4 separate regions of the Mus musculus genome follow, and regions 1, 3 and 4 are each linked to region 2. The links are chromatin contacts, called in public Hi-C, HiChIP or PLAC-seq and promoter capture Hi-C maps. All regions are on one chromosome and are shown on one strand. The core of a region is the stretch at or near the end of the contact, and the rest is flanking DNA. Distances in the headings are between cores, read along the strand shown.

The links. Promoter capture Hi-C pulls out the DNA fragments that hold promoters and counts their contacts. Hi-C and Micro-C count contacts between places; a contact is called where the count stands out from the background. HiChIP or PLAC-seq counts read pairs in DNA pulled down with a chosen protein or histone mark.
Region 1: a contact with region 2 is called in an H3K27ac HiChIP or PLAC-seq map of neural progenitor cells, with 4 times the contacts expected there. The contact joins two enhancer-like sites. A contact is called at or near these places in 9 of 484 Hi-C or Micro-C datasets (the CH12 cell line, the HL-1 cell line, MC3T3-E1-derived osteoblasts and 5 more), 6 of 115 datasets of contacts at active chromatin or transcription factors (embryonic stem cells, neural progenitor cells and trophoblast stem cells) and 1 of 9 other capture datasets (embryonic stem cells).
Region 3: a Hi-C map of liver shows a contact between it and region 2, with 3 times the contacts expected there. The contact joins two enhancer-like sites. A contact is called at or near these places in 6 of 484 Hi-C or Micro-C datasets (the G1E-ER4 cell line, embryonic stem cells, liver and 2 more), 1 of 115 datasets of contacts at active chromatin or transcription factors (large pre-B cells) and 1 of 9 other capture datasets (embryonic stem cells).
Region 4: a contact with region 2 is called in a promoter capture Hi-C map of liver, with 2.0 times the contacts expected there. The contact joins the promoter of Coq8a here to the enhancer-like site in region 2. A contact is called at or near these places in 8 of 39 promoter capture datasets (3T3-L1-derived adipocytes, embryonic stem cells, fetal liver and 3 more) and 1 of 484 Hi-C or Micro-C datasets (liver).

The regions. Positions count from the first base shown.
Region 1 is chr1:179,862,186-179,865,120 of GRCm38.p6, forward strand. No RefSeq gene overlaps it. Among named protein-coding and RNA genes, the nearest start is that of Gm31668, 15 kb to the right of the region's middle. Within about 2 kb of position 1,351, at least 83 of the 459 cell types and tissues checked have an H3K27ac peak or open chromatin away from gene starts, as enhancers often do. A contact at or near this core is called in the HL-1 cell line, neural progenitor cells and trophoblast stem cells, where this site is marked.
Region 2 is chr1:180,020,358-180,023,697 of GRCm38.p6, forward strand. All of the region lies in intron 2 of Cdc42bpa (CDC42 binding protein kinase alpha), which reads left to right. Among named protein-coding and RNA genes, the nearest start is that of Cdc42bpa, 61 kb to the left of the region's middle. Within about 2 kb of position 1,519, at least 59 of the 459 cell types and tissues checked have an H3K27ac peak or open chromatin away from gene starts, as enhancers often do. A contact at or near this core is called in the HL-1 cell line, liver, neural progenitor cells and 1 more, where this site is marked.
Region 3 is chr1:180,228,496-180,231,485 of GRCm38.p6, forward strand. Psen2 (presenilin 2) reads right to left here. Exons shown (of 11, transcript NM_001128605.1): 8 at 1,347-1,430; 9 at 891-992; 10 at 348-466. Among named protein-coding and RNA genes, the nearest start is that of Gm37336, 7.6 kb to the left of the region's middle. Within about 2 kb of position 1,541, at least 5 of the 459 cell types and tissues checked have an H3K27ac peak or open chromatin away from gene starts, as enhancers often do. A contact at or near this core is called in liver, where this site is marked.
Region 4 is chr1:180,194,104-180,197,429 of GRCm38.p6, forward strand. Coq8a (coenzyme Q8A) reads right to left here and starts at 1,917. Exons shown (of 15, transcript NM_023341.3): 1 at 1,770-1,917.

The sequences.
Region 1 (2,935 bases), core at 101-2,600, 160 kb before region 2:
CCTAGTAAGGCCATCTTTAGAGCCACTATAAAAACACATGTGTGTATATATGTATAAATTAAATGTCCATGCAATGGTCTGATTGATACCTCACAGTGAACAAGAAAATTCTGAAGTCCCTGGAGGCTTTTTCCCTTATTTTATGTGCATGAGTGTTTTGTCTGTATGTATGCATATGCATCATATATATGTCTCCTGCCTGGGGAGGACAGAAGAGGGAATCAGACCCCTGGAACTAGAGTTGTGAGCTGTCATGTGAGTGCTGGTAACTGAATCCCTGGTCCTCTGCAAGAGTAAGTGCTCTTAACTGCTGAGTCATCTCTCCAGGCCCTGGAGTTCTTAGAGTTAAATTATCATTATCATTACCACCACCACCACCACCACCACTAGCAGCAGCAGAAGCAGCAGCAGCAGGACCACCACCACCACCACCACCATCGTCGTCGTCATCATCATCATCATCATTGTGTTGAGATCAGAGGCCAGGTTTTGGAAGTTGGTTCTTACCTTCTACCATAGGATCAGGTCATCAGGCAATCAATCACCTTTACAAACAGCTATTTCGCCTTGAGTTTTAAAGTGAAGAACTTTCCTCATAGCTAGTTCTCAAAGTAGCTGTGGGTGACAAGATACATTTGCTTGGGCCGCATTCAGTGAGTGAGGCTGGATAAAAAGGTGGATTTGGTGGTTGGTGGTAGTTGATGACCCTCCCAGGAGCAGCCTGATCTGAACAGCTCCTTGCCTTGGGTCCAGGGGGAGCAGAGACGCTGGGGAAAACAGTGCCAGTCCTGTGGACACCATCTTTTAATAAGACACACATTTACAGACAGTGACTACTTGTGGCACTGTCTCCCATTCTCTTCTGTAGCCGGTACAGAACTCTCCCAGGCCCTCCTGTGACTCACAAAGGCTGGGAATTTCCTCCCAAGCCCTGAGAACCCTCTTCTGACATCTACCACACTAACCAAATTTCACCCTGTGGTATTTTGGAAAGAACGATGGAGAGTCAGGAGAATTAACAGGGCATAGAGCCTGGAGGCAGATAACAGCTCCAGTCTGGAGAGCTAAGGTCTCCCATCAGTGGCCCCCTCATAGGGAACCTGATGAAAGATGTTAACCAAGACTGAATTAAGGCCCAGTGTCCATACATTGTTCAGCTGTCAGACTGTTTGCCACTCTTCAGACAATGTGATGTTTGCAGTGGTGTGTGTGTGTGTGTGTGTGTGTGTGTGTGTGTGTGTGTGTGTGTGTGTGTCTGTCTGTCTGTCTGTCCGTTTTGTTTTTCCATGCCCAGCCTAGGCCACTGTCAGCACCGCAGGGTACAGCTGGTGTTGATGGGGCAGAAACGCTGAGTCACTGGCTGCTAAGTGACCCTCTTACATCATGCTATTGTCCTTTCTGTTAGGCCTTTGGGGACTCTGTTTTTGTTTTGTTTTGTTTTGTGTTTGCCTGGGGCCTGGCCCTGCTAGGAAATCAGAGTGTAGAAAACTCAGAGGCTGCCAGACTCCTGAGCCAATTGATCTAGCAGGACCGCAAGTCACTATGGGTCCTTTGAGAACACCCTGTACCCCATCAGTGGCCTGTAGCTCTCCATCTAGGGATGGGCTTTTTGATGTTTGTCCTATCTGAGTTGGCATGTTTACTGATGTCATTATAAAAGTCTTGGGTTTTTTTTTTTTTTGGAGCCAGAGTCTCATGTAGCCTAGGCTGACCTTGAACTGGATGTAGCTCAAAGAGTGATTCTGAACTAATCAACCTCCTACCCTCACTGCTCAGGTGCTGGTACTGCAAGTGTGCACCACTATGCCCTGCTGCCATTTCCATGTGCAGTATTTTATTTCTTCCTGTATATCAATATACCTTTATATAACTGGGTCCATATTATGCATTTTATTAAATGAAAATGTGCCCCAGCCCTGCCACTATCCTTTGCTAGGTTATTTGATTCCCTTCTGTCTTTTTTTTTTTTAAGATTTATTTATTTATTTATTTATTTATTTATTTATTGTATGTGAGTACACTGGAGCTGTACAGATGGTTGTAAGCCTTCATGTGGTTGTTGGGAGTTGAATTTTTTATGACCTCTGATCATTCCAGTATGACCTCTGATCATTCCAGTCGGTCCCGTTTGCTCAGTCCCTGCTCACTCCAGCCCAAAGATTTATTTATTATTATACATAAGTACACTGTAGCTGACTTCAGACACACCAGAAGAAGGTGTCCGATCTCATTACCAATGGTTGTTGTGAGCCACCATGTGGTTGCTGGGATTTGAACTCAGGATCTTTGGAAGAACAGTCAGTGCTCTTACCTGCTGAACCATCTCTCCAACCCCTTCCCTTCTGTCTTATCCAGGGTTTCTATTGTCAAAACACAGTGACCAAAAATCAACCCAAGAAGAAAGGGTTTATTGGGCTTACATGTCCATACCATAAGCCACCACAGAAGGACGCCAGGACAGCAAGTCAGACAGAGAAGGAACCTGGAGTCAGGAGCTGATGCTCCTCTTGACCACGGAGGACATACTGCTTACTGACTTGCTTCCCATGGCTTGCTCAGCCTGCTTTCTTATAGAACCCAGAGCCACCAGCACAGGGATGGCACCACCCACAACAGGCTGGACCCTCCCTGTTCATCACAAATAAGGAAAATGCTCTTCAGGCTTGCCTACAGGTCGATCATAGGAGGCATTTTCTCAATTGAGGTCTCCTGCCCTCAGATGACTAGACTTTGGTCAAGTTGACAAATATCTAACCAGTATACCTTCCTCTCACCTCTGCAATGTACCAGATACATGTTTCCCCTTCAGATGACCATCTCACATCAGCTCTTGGTGTTTTGGGACCATGGCAACTCTTCAGCTTTATCTGTGTGGACCAGAGGTTTCCAAACTTACATAAAGCTTGTCATGAGATCGGTGGGCCTCTTCCTGGTA
Region 2 (3,340 bases), core at 269-2,768:
GATCTGGAATCAGCTGATGGGTGAATGGTTAAAGAAAATGTGATACACACATATACAAGTGGGAGATCATTCAGACACAAGAATAGTGAAATGCTGTCATTTGTGGCAACATGGATGCAACTGGAGGACACTGTGCTTAGTAAAATACTCCAGCACAGACTAACTGTTTTCAGTCACTTGTGGAAGCTAAAATGGTTTGCATTCATAGAATGGGAAAGAAGAAGGGAAACGAGGAGAGGGAAAGGGAAGATATAGCAGTCATTAAAATGGGAGGATGACAGGAGGGTAGAGAAAGGTTAGCTTAGATAATGAGAACCAAATATGGTTGGGTAGGGGCAAGTCTGTACTGCATTAGGGTGACTGTAGTTCACCCCAATTTACCATGTGTTTCAAAAGCACCGACACAGAAGTGTTGAGTGTCACAGGTCTTAGAAACACCAGTAGCATCAGTGCTATCATTTACTGGTGCTTAGGTATGCTGTTGTTTGTTTGTTTGTTGTTGTTGCTTATGGGTTCATAATCTGTGACTATTATAAATCTGCTTAGTAGACTTTGGGGGGGGAGAGAGAGAGAGAGAGAGAGAGGAGGGGAGGGGAGGGGCAGGGCGGGGCAGGGCGGAGAGGAAAATGAATGAATGAATATTAACATCTGAAGTTAAAGGTGTGTGTGTGTGTGTGTGTGTGTGTGTGTGTGTGTGTGTGTACATGCACCAGCTTCTAGAGGAAGGATAATTTGTGATGGAATCTATGCATCTGGAATTAGGATATTTGTGATTTTTTTGGTAGCTATCTGGTCATGCCTTTGTTGGGTGGATGTTCACATCTAATCCTGTTCTGTTCATTCTGGATTTGTAGAATTATTTGAAATATTGTTTTTCATCAGCTGATATTAGTCTTTTTGTTTTTTTTTTATGGTTTATCCCTTCAAATATATATTTGTCATTTCATGAGATTGAGGAGTTCAACTTTATGAGGATCTCCTATTAAAAGCCATTAAACTTAATGTGGGATCAAACTGAAGAGGTTGAGCTACTTTCTCTAAAAGGCTAAACTTGGTTTCCAGCTTTTGATCTCAAAAGTATATGTATCCAGTAGTGGGATTGACAGTTCAGCCAACCTTACACAGCCACTTGCCAGTGCAACATAGTGGTGTTTACATAGGAGCCTTCAGAACAACTGTCAGAGGGCACTTGTCAGCCTTAATCCATGTGAGGCAATAATTGACAGAAAGGAAAGCGATTTCTCATCTCTATTTTCAACCCTTGCCTTTTGAGTGTAAGAGCTTGGGTGCTTTCTTTAGAGGCAGAGCTTTCTCACCCACGTGTAACTTGAGTGTTGGGTAGAGGAAGGCTGACGCCTATTTTTAAACAAGAGAGAGAAGAGGAGTAGAGTGACTTTGGGTCTTACCCCTTGAAGATTCTTCTGATTGCTTGGAATGATGAGCATGTTACATTTAAGGTGTCTGGAGTCAGAGGTCCAGTCGCATGGCCTCTGTGTGAGTCATCACTTGCTGGTCCTTTGAAATCATCATGTTTGGAAATCAGTGAGAGAATTGATGACAGGAAGGAACCAGTGGGAGAACCGAGTACAGGAACTGAAGCAGGCCAGGAATGAGTTTATAAAACAGAGCAAAAGTGCGCGGCCTCTCCACTGGGATGAAGGGAAGACTGGACAGCTTTTTGCTAGCGTTTATGCCCAGCACTGTTGTTTCCTTTGTATGTGCTGGTTTTGGCCAGGAGCTGTACGCAGTGTGAGGGAGGGAGAGAACAGAGTACCCTCTGTCTGTGGTGCTCAGCGTGCTGCTTTTTCTCCCTGGGTTATGATCATACTGTCATTTGGCTAATGAAAGCAATACTTACTGGTTTTTGATTTGGGTCATAGTCTAATTAATTAGCAAGAGAAACCGGCACTTTATGGCACTGGTCTCCACTTTGTAATTTGGAGCACTTTCCCAGTTAACTTAAATTTATCTATTAGAGTTTTTTATTATTATTAATCATTTCATTCACTTACATTTCAAATAATAATTCCCCTTCTTGGTTACTCCTCACCAACCCCTGCATCCCACTCCCTCTCCTCCCCTCCCCTTTGCCTCTATGAGGGTTCTCCTCCACCCATTCACCCACTCCTGCATCACCTCTCTAGCATCTCCCCACGCTGGGGCATCAAACCTGCCTTCCCTCCCATTGATATCAGATAAGGCCATCCTCTGCTACATAGGTATCTGGAGTCCTGGCTCCTCCATGTATACTCTTTAGTTGGTTTAGTCCCTGGGAGCTCTGGGTGGTCCAGCTAATTGAAATTGTTCTTCTTATGGGGTTGTAACCCCCTTCAGCTTCTTCAGTCCTTCCTCTATCTCTTCCATTGGGGTTCCCAGGCTCAGTCCGATGGTTGCCTGTGAGTATCTGCATCTGTATTGGTTCTTGCTGGTAGATCCTCTCAAGGAACAGCTATATCAGGCTCCTGTCAGCAAATGTTTCTTGGCATCAGCAATAGTGTGGGGGTTTGGTGTCTGCAGACAGGATGGATCCCTAGGTGGGGTGGTCTCTGGATAGCCTAGCCTTCCGTCTCTGTTCCTTTTTTTTTGTCCCTGTCTTTCCTTTGGACAGGAATATTTCTGGGTTAAAATTTTTGAGATGCATGGATGGCCCCATCCCTCTACTGGGGGTGTATGTGCCTATCTTCTGGAGGTGGTCTCTATGGGTTGTATCTCCCCTTTGTTGGGTATTTGACGAAAGTCACCATTGGCTCCTGGAATCTCTTGCTTCCCTGGAGTCTGAGGCTTTCTAGAACTTTCTTACAAAAAAAATTTTTTTTTTCTCTTTGTAAACCTGACTTTTTGTGTCTCTGTGTATAAAGTCCATTATATGGAATTTTAAAATTTACTTTCAAACATGAGAAGAAAATAAATAATGGGCAGTTAGAAGAAGCAGGGAAATGCTAAAATATGCTTTGTGGAGAAATGGCATTTGTGAGAAGGGTGCCATGTCAGGTCCTTGGGGGAAGTTGGAATAGCAGTAACATTTTTTTGTTTTGTTTTGTTTTTTTGTTTTTGGATTTGGAAGGAGGGTCTTGGAAAAGGTTTTCAGTAGACACTTAGAACCAGAAAAATGGGAGACTGAAAGCTGGAAAGGAATTTTAATGGGACAAGAACAACAAAGGAGAAGATGGGGAGGGGCTGGGATCAAGATTTCAAAGGTATTGTCATCCTTGAGGAGTGATAGGGACACTTTTCTGGGGTTCGAAAGGAGAAGGAGAAAGGTTCTTGGAAACATGGGGACATTTAAATGCAGTGTAAAGGACTCTGATCTAGATACTGTGTTTGGTAATTGTGGGCATCA
Region 3 (2,990 bases), core at 291-2,790, 210 kb after region 2:
TGGGGTCCTGATGGCACTGAGAATATGCAGCTGTGGAATGGGAGGGGAGACCTTTCCGCTCCTCCCTGCTTCCATGGGTAAAAGCCTTTGGCTATTTCATCACCCATAAATCTCAGACAATCCACGATCGGAGGAACCAAGGGACAAGGGCCTAAAGCTCTCATCCAGGTCCTGGCATAAGATACATATGGTGAGTGAGATCCAAGCCTCCCACTCCATCCCGGGTGCTCTCTCTCAGGAGGGAGCACACCTTGGACACCCCTCCCCTCGATGCCTTTGCCCTAAGAGGGGAGACAGCAACAATAAATGACCCACGAGTGCCCACACCCACCACACAGCCCACTCACAATGAGGATGGCGATAAAACAGGCCAGCGTAGTGTTCCAGTCTCCGTTGCCAGTGGCTGCAGCCTTGCCCACCAGGACGCTGTAGAAGATGAAGTCTCCCAGGCCGAGCTTCACGCCCCCTGTGTGGAGAAGAGAAAGTGGTCCCTGTCCAATCCAACTGATAGGAAACCTCGGCAGGAAGCAGGCAAAAGAAAGAAAAAAAAAAAAAAAAAAGAAAAAAAAAAAGGAAGTGAGGGGCCAGGACTTGAGCCAAGCGACCCAGCAAGAGTGTCGTGATGAGAGATTCCCTCAGCTGCAGTATGCAGTATTGCAGACTAGCGACAAGATGGACTTCCTAGAAAAAGTCTGGGGGCATCGGGGTGTGGGGATGGGACCACGGACTGAGTGACTGGCAGCCTAGGCAGAAGCCTGGTACCTCAGGGAGTCACTTGGTTAGGAGAGACCACTGGGACTGCAGGCTGCGGTGCAGTTTGGCATAGCATCTGACTAAAGGTATTTTTAAATAAACTTGTGAAGCAGGCCATCTGAACGCGGGCACCTTACTTTCCTCCTCCTCCTCCAGCTCCTCCCCTGGGTAGCCAGGCAGGGGGGCTTCGAAGGCTTCAGGGTATGAGGGTTCTCCAAAACTGTCGTAGGAGTCTTCTTCTAAGTGTCCAGGAACAAAGGGCCGCCGTCATCGCCACCGTCATCATATAGCATGAAGAGTGGCAGGGAGAGACAAAGGCTGGTCAGATGGTACAAAAATCCAGAAGATTCGCCAGGTCCCTCCCATGTCAAGGCTCCCCGGAACTGCCCACCACCAACATCCAGCAAAACTGAGGTGGGAAACTAAGGCTCGGGAGGGGCAATCTACCCCTCACTCCCTCTCTGAGACAGGTGTCAGAGTCTGGCCGTCAGGCAGTGCCACTCTGCCATGCTGAACCTTAATTCACAGAGGGACCTGCCAAGCAAGGTGCAGTCAAGGCGTTCCCTGGACATGGCTGTGAACCCCATACTCACCCATCTCTGGGTCATAGGGGAGCTGCAGCGCTCCTTGAGAGGAGGGGTCCAGCTTTGCCATGCCCACCGTCCACACCATGGCAGCTACAGGAAGAGCAAAGGGACACAATGCCTCAGGTAGTACTGACCTGGAGGAAGTGGAGCCGGGCTATCTATGTCCCCAGAAAGCCTGCAGAGCACCTCTGTCCCGAGGCTGTGCTCAGGCTTGGCTGATCGAGGCTGGGGGTCAGGGGGAGGGGAGGGTGAAGTTCAGGGACACTGGCTAGGTGGGGACTGACATTTCACCTTTGTCCTTTTGCAATCCTCTCAAGCAACACTGGCAATAATGGTGCTCAGTGAGCGGCTTGGTGAACTGCATCTTTAAAAACGTGTCTTATTTTTCAGGCTTCAGTTTATTACAAAAAGGGAGGCGTGGAAATTGTTTACATGATGAAATAGCTCTTGTGGCACCATTTCAACAGTAATTTCGGTCTGCTCACTGTCCAGGAACGTCACTGCCTCCAAGTAAGAAATAATCTTTGTCGTCTAGAACTACTTTGGTGTCTCCGTGTTCTAGGAGACAAACCTGTCTCCAGCTTTCACACTGACCGGTTGAACCCCTCCACCCTTCCTTTAGAGCCCTGTCTACTACTACTATAACTACTACTCTTGCTTGCCAAATTCTTTCATGGGATTTTTCTGAACTTAAAATGCTGCCTTTGGTTACAGTTACAGCTGCCCTCCTTCAATCAAGACTGTCAAAAGGCAGAAGAAACCTAAAAGCCTGTCTGTCCTCAGGCCACTGCAGCTAGAACCTAGATTGTCTTTAAAAGGAAGTGCAACATAAAAATGTAACCATAGGGGTTAGAGAGAGGGCTGTGGTTAAAAACCGCTTGAAGAGGTCCTGGGTTCACTTCCCAGCACCCACATGGCAGCTCACAAGAGTCTGTAACTTCAATTCAACGGGAATCCAATGCCCTCTTGTGGCCTCCATGGGTACTGCAGGCAAACTAACATTTGCAGGGCAAATCTTTTCAAAACAAGTTTTTAAAAATTCAGTCCTTGGAGGAGATGAAGGGGTTTGCAACCCCATAGGAAGAACAACAATGTCAACTAACCAGACCCCCCCCCAGAGCTCCCAGGGACTAAACTACCAACCAAGAGTACACATGAAGGGACCTATGGGCTCCAGCTGCATATGTAGCAGAGGATGGCCTTATCTGACATCAGTGGGAGGAGAAGCTCTTGGCTCTGTGGAAGCTCAATGCCCCAGCATAGGGGGATGCTAGAGCAGTGAGGCGGGAGTGGGTGGGTGGGTAGGGAGCACCCTCATAGAGGCAAGGGGAGGTGGGATGGAATGGTGGGGTTTGAGGAGGGGAAACCGGGAAGGGGGGCATTTGAAATGTAAATTAATAAAACAACCAATTTTTTAAAAAAAGGAAATGATTTTCAGTCCTGAGGCTGAAGAGCTGGCTCGGTGGCTGAGAGCACTTGCTGCTCAATCATGAGAAGCAGGGCTCACACTCCTGTGCCCTTTAACAAGCCAGTGGCCCTGTAAATGCCTCTCATACTAGCTCTGAGGGAGCGGATGTCTTCCTTCTGGCCTCTGTACATGGGGTGTATGCATGATCGTATGCTCATACAGACACGTATGCACACCCAAAC
Region 4 (3,326 bases), core at 667-3,166, 170 kb after region 2:
ACCATGGTTTCTGGTGCTAATCAACAACAAATGCATTCTGCAAACTGCGTGTGTGCAGACACTGCACGGAAACACCTGCATGTGTGTGCATGTATACGTGTGGTGTGCAGCCAGACACTCCCTGCAGACACAGGCATGCTCTCCTTCCACATTACAACACACGCACATGGCTAAGCAAACTGCGTGGATAAGAACAGTGCGCCCTCAGAAAGTCTCTTAGCCAGCATTTAGCGCCCACTTGTTTGCTCACCGTTGAAGAACCATCCTATGGTGGTTCCCTGTGCTAACCCGCCAAGGCTCCCAATGTTCCTAGGGGCAGAAACTACCAGTTTTCCACATCTTCATAATTTGTGCCTACTTAGTCACATTCATCAGGCACAAAGGCCCAGGGTTTCAGCCGCCAAGTCTCCCTCAGAATGTTTCACCCCTACCACCCAGTGCACTCAGGGTTTCACCTTTAAAGCCCCCACCGAATGCCTTCCACCATTTGTTTACAGCAGTGACTGTAACACTGTCTTAAACTTCCCAACTACTTGTGGGCAAGTTGCACAGAGGTCCTGGCAGCATGGGGTGACCCTGTCTAGAGTCCTGCCTGCATAGTTCTCAACCAAATTTGCTCTTGGGGGTATTTTGCAATGTCAGGGGACATTTTCAGTTGTCACAATTGGTGGGATTGGGTGGCCGTGGGGGTGTCACTATTTGTCTAGTAGTACAAGCCAGGGATTCAGCTACACACCCTGCATAAGATAAGCAGGCACAGTAAACAAGATTAGGTCCAACATGTTAATAGTCTGGAGTTGGGAAGTTCTGTCTCAGGTGGTTCATTAGCTCAGAGAATGCACAGATTGCCTGCCTCGCTTTTGCTTTGTGTCACCTGGTCCACAAGTGGTCACAATTCAGCTGTCTTCATTATTCACAAGGCTAAATATAGCATCCAAAGCTACCCTCGGAGTCGTACAGACACTGCTCTTGTAAGCCAACAAACCCCTCTAGCCTCTTCTCAGAAGTGCCTTCCTCACTCCAAATGTTTCCCAACAACCTCCCTGCCAGCATGGCCGCCAGCCACAGCACAACTGGATGTCTGTCATGATCACTAGTCCAAATCCTCCGGCAAGAAGGTTGGCCTGACACACCCCAGCTCCAGAGTCCCGTTCCACAGACACCAAGTCCAAGTGAGCCTAAATCAATTTTCTACAGTGCTGCAAGCCCAACCCAGATTGGATGTCTGCACACAGCCTCTGCCCCTTCAGGCTGCCTAGCCAATGAAGGGTCCCAGAACCCAGACCCGCCCCTACAGCGTTCTCCCTCTGTCCCCTCACACTCTGAAGGTGGCTTGGTTGAGTTATGTGACAGCTTCTGTGCAAGAGAGTGCAGGAGCTGTCAAAACTGGTAGTGTGGCCATCAGTGTCTGGGAAAAACAAGAGGACGGACCAAAAAGAAACGAAGAAAAAGGAACAAGGAAGGGACTTCTTCCCAGACTTCACCCCAGCCGTGAAACCCAACAGCTGGCTCGGGCTTAGAAGTTGTAGTTCTGACACAAACTGCAGCCAGAGCACACAGTTCGAGGGTCTGAGAGTTCAGAACATTATTGGGAGAAAGGCAGCCACGTGCGTGGACGACGCAGAGGCCACAAGCAACCCTCTGCTCGCTGAGCCAGACCCGGGTCGGGAAAGGGCTGCACCGTACGCAGGCCGCACTGTCACTTGAAAGTATAAGAAGGGACCCCGGGGTGCTGAGGTTAGCAGCGGGCCGGCAGGCGACAGCCTTACCGGGCTGCAGGAAGGTAGCTCCTCCGTCCGCAACGCAACGCCTCCGCGCGCTCGCCCCGCTGCGAGCGCTCCGCACACTCTCCGCTTCTGTTTACCTTCTAGCCCGGGTGCGCACGCCGCGCTCCGCTTGCCCCGCCTCCGAGCCCTCCCATTGGCTGAGCCGCTGTTTGTTAGCTGCCCCGATGCCACAGGACGCAGTGGGAGCGTGCTTACCGCGTGCGCAGCTCACAGCCAATAGGGACTGAGGGTGGAATAAAAGCAACCAATGAGAGGCCGCCCTTGAAGGCCGCGGTCCCTAATCTGCCTGTTAGCTGTCTTTTCTCCCGGGCAGGGAAAAAAGCCTGCAGTTGTTCTGCGCCTGCGTTCTGAAGATTGACAAGCGTTCACCTGGCAGCCACGTGAGGGTCGCCTGGGTACCGACGCTAGCTCAGCTTCCTAGGGGTCGGGCCGGGAAGACCTCAGAAGTTTTGATGGGACCACAGAGGAACCCCCCAGGCCCCCGCCCCAGGACCTAGACTAGGCCCGGGTTGGTTTTTTGGTTTGGTTTGGTTTGGTTTGGTTTTTTGCCATGTGATGAGGCTTCTGCCTGGGTTCCTCCAAAAGCACTTGGCCTAGGGAAGTGTTATGGCGCTGACACCAAAGTTCTATACCCTTCAGCTCTGTATTTAGACTAATTGTGCTTGCTTATTATGAGCGCCAATAAAAAAACAATCCTTTTCCAAGGTGAAAAACAGCCCTGAGGAGTGCACTCAACACACACAACATTGACCCACAACATCCCTAAGGGACTGCTGACCCAGAAAAGATAGGGTTGCGACAGGTCCATGCCACCTTTGTACCAAATGGGAGAAAATACCTAGCCTTGGGGCCTTTCCAAGATGCTTCCGTGCCAGCTCAGCCCTTTCGCCCAGCAATGCTAGGCCAGCTTCCCTCTAACGAACCTAAGACAATCGCTCGCTTCTCCCATGGTTTATTTTCCGTTTTTCGACAGATTGATATGATTTGGACCATGTTTCAAACAAAACAAAACAAAAACTCTGAAAGTATTCTCTATGCTTACTGTCTCCACTTCTTTTTCCATCCTTCTCCACAAAATCAATCTAATAAGGCTTCGATAGTTCGGATCTTGAATATTTTTTCCTCAAAGACCACTTTGGTCCCAAAGGGAAGTAGGCATAGGGAGGCTGTCAAACATTTAGGAAGTATGGCCTGATGAAAGAAAGTCACATCACTGAGGTTGTGACTTTATAGGGAATATTAGGACCTGGGAGCCTTCTCTGCTCCCATGAGAAGCCAACAGCTACCATGAGGTGAGCAGCTCTGCCCACTACACCATCCTACCATGACTTGCTGCTTCATGAGAGACCCCAAAGTCACAGCCCAATGGACCAAGGCCTAAATAAATCTTTCCTATTTCTAAGTTGGTTATCTTGAGTATTTTGCTGCATTATAGAAAGCTAAGGCTTTTCTGTTTAAAATACAGGCTTTAAGCATGCAGATTGCTAGTCTGATCAAAACTGAGATGGGCTCTGCCATTATTTCTTGAGTCTCTCTGCC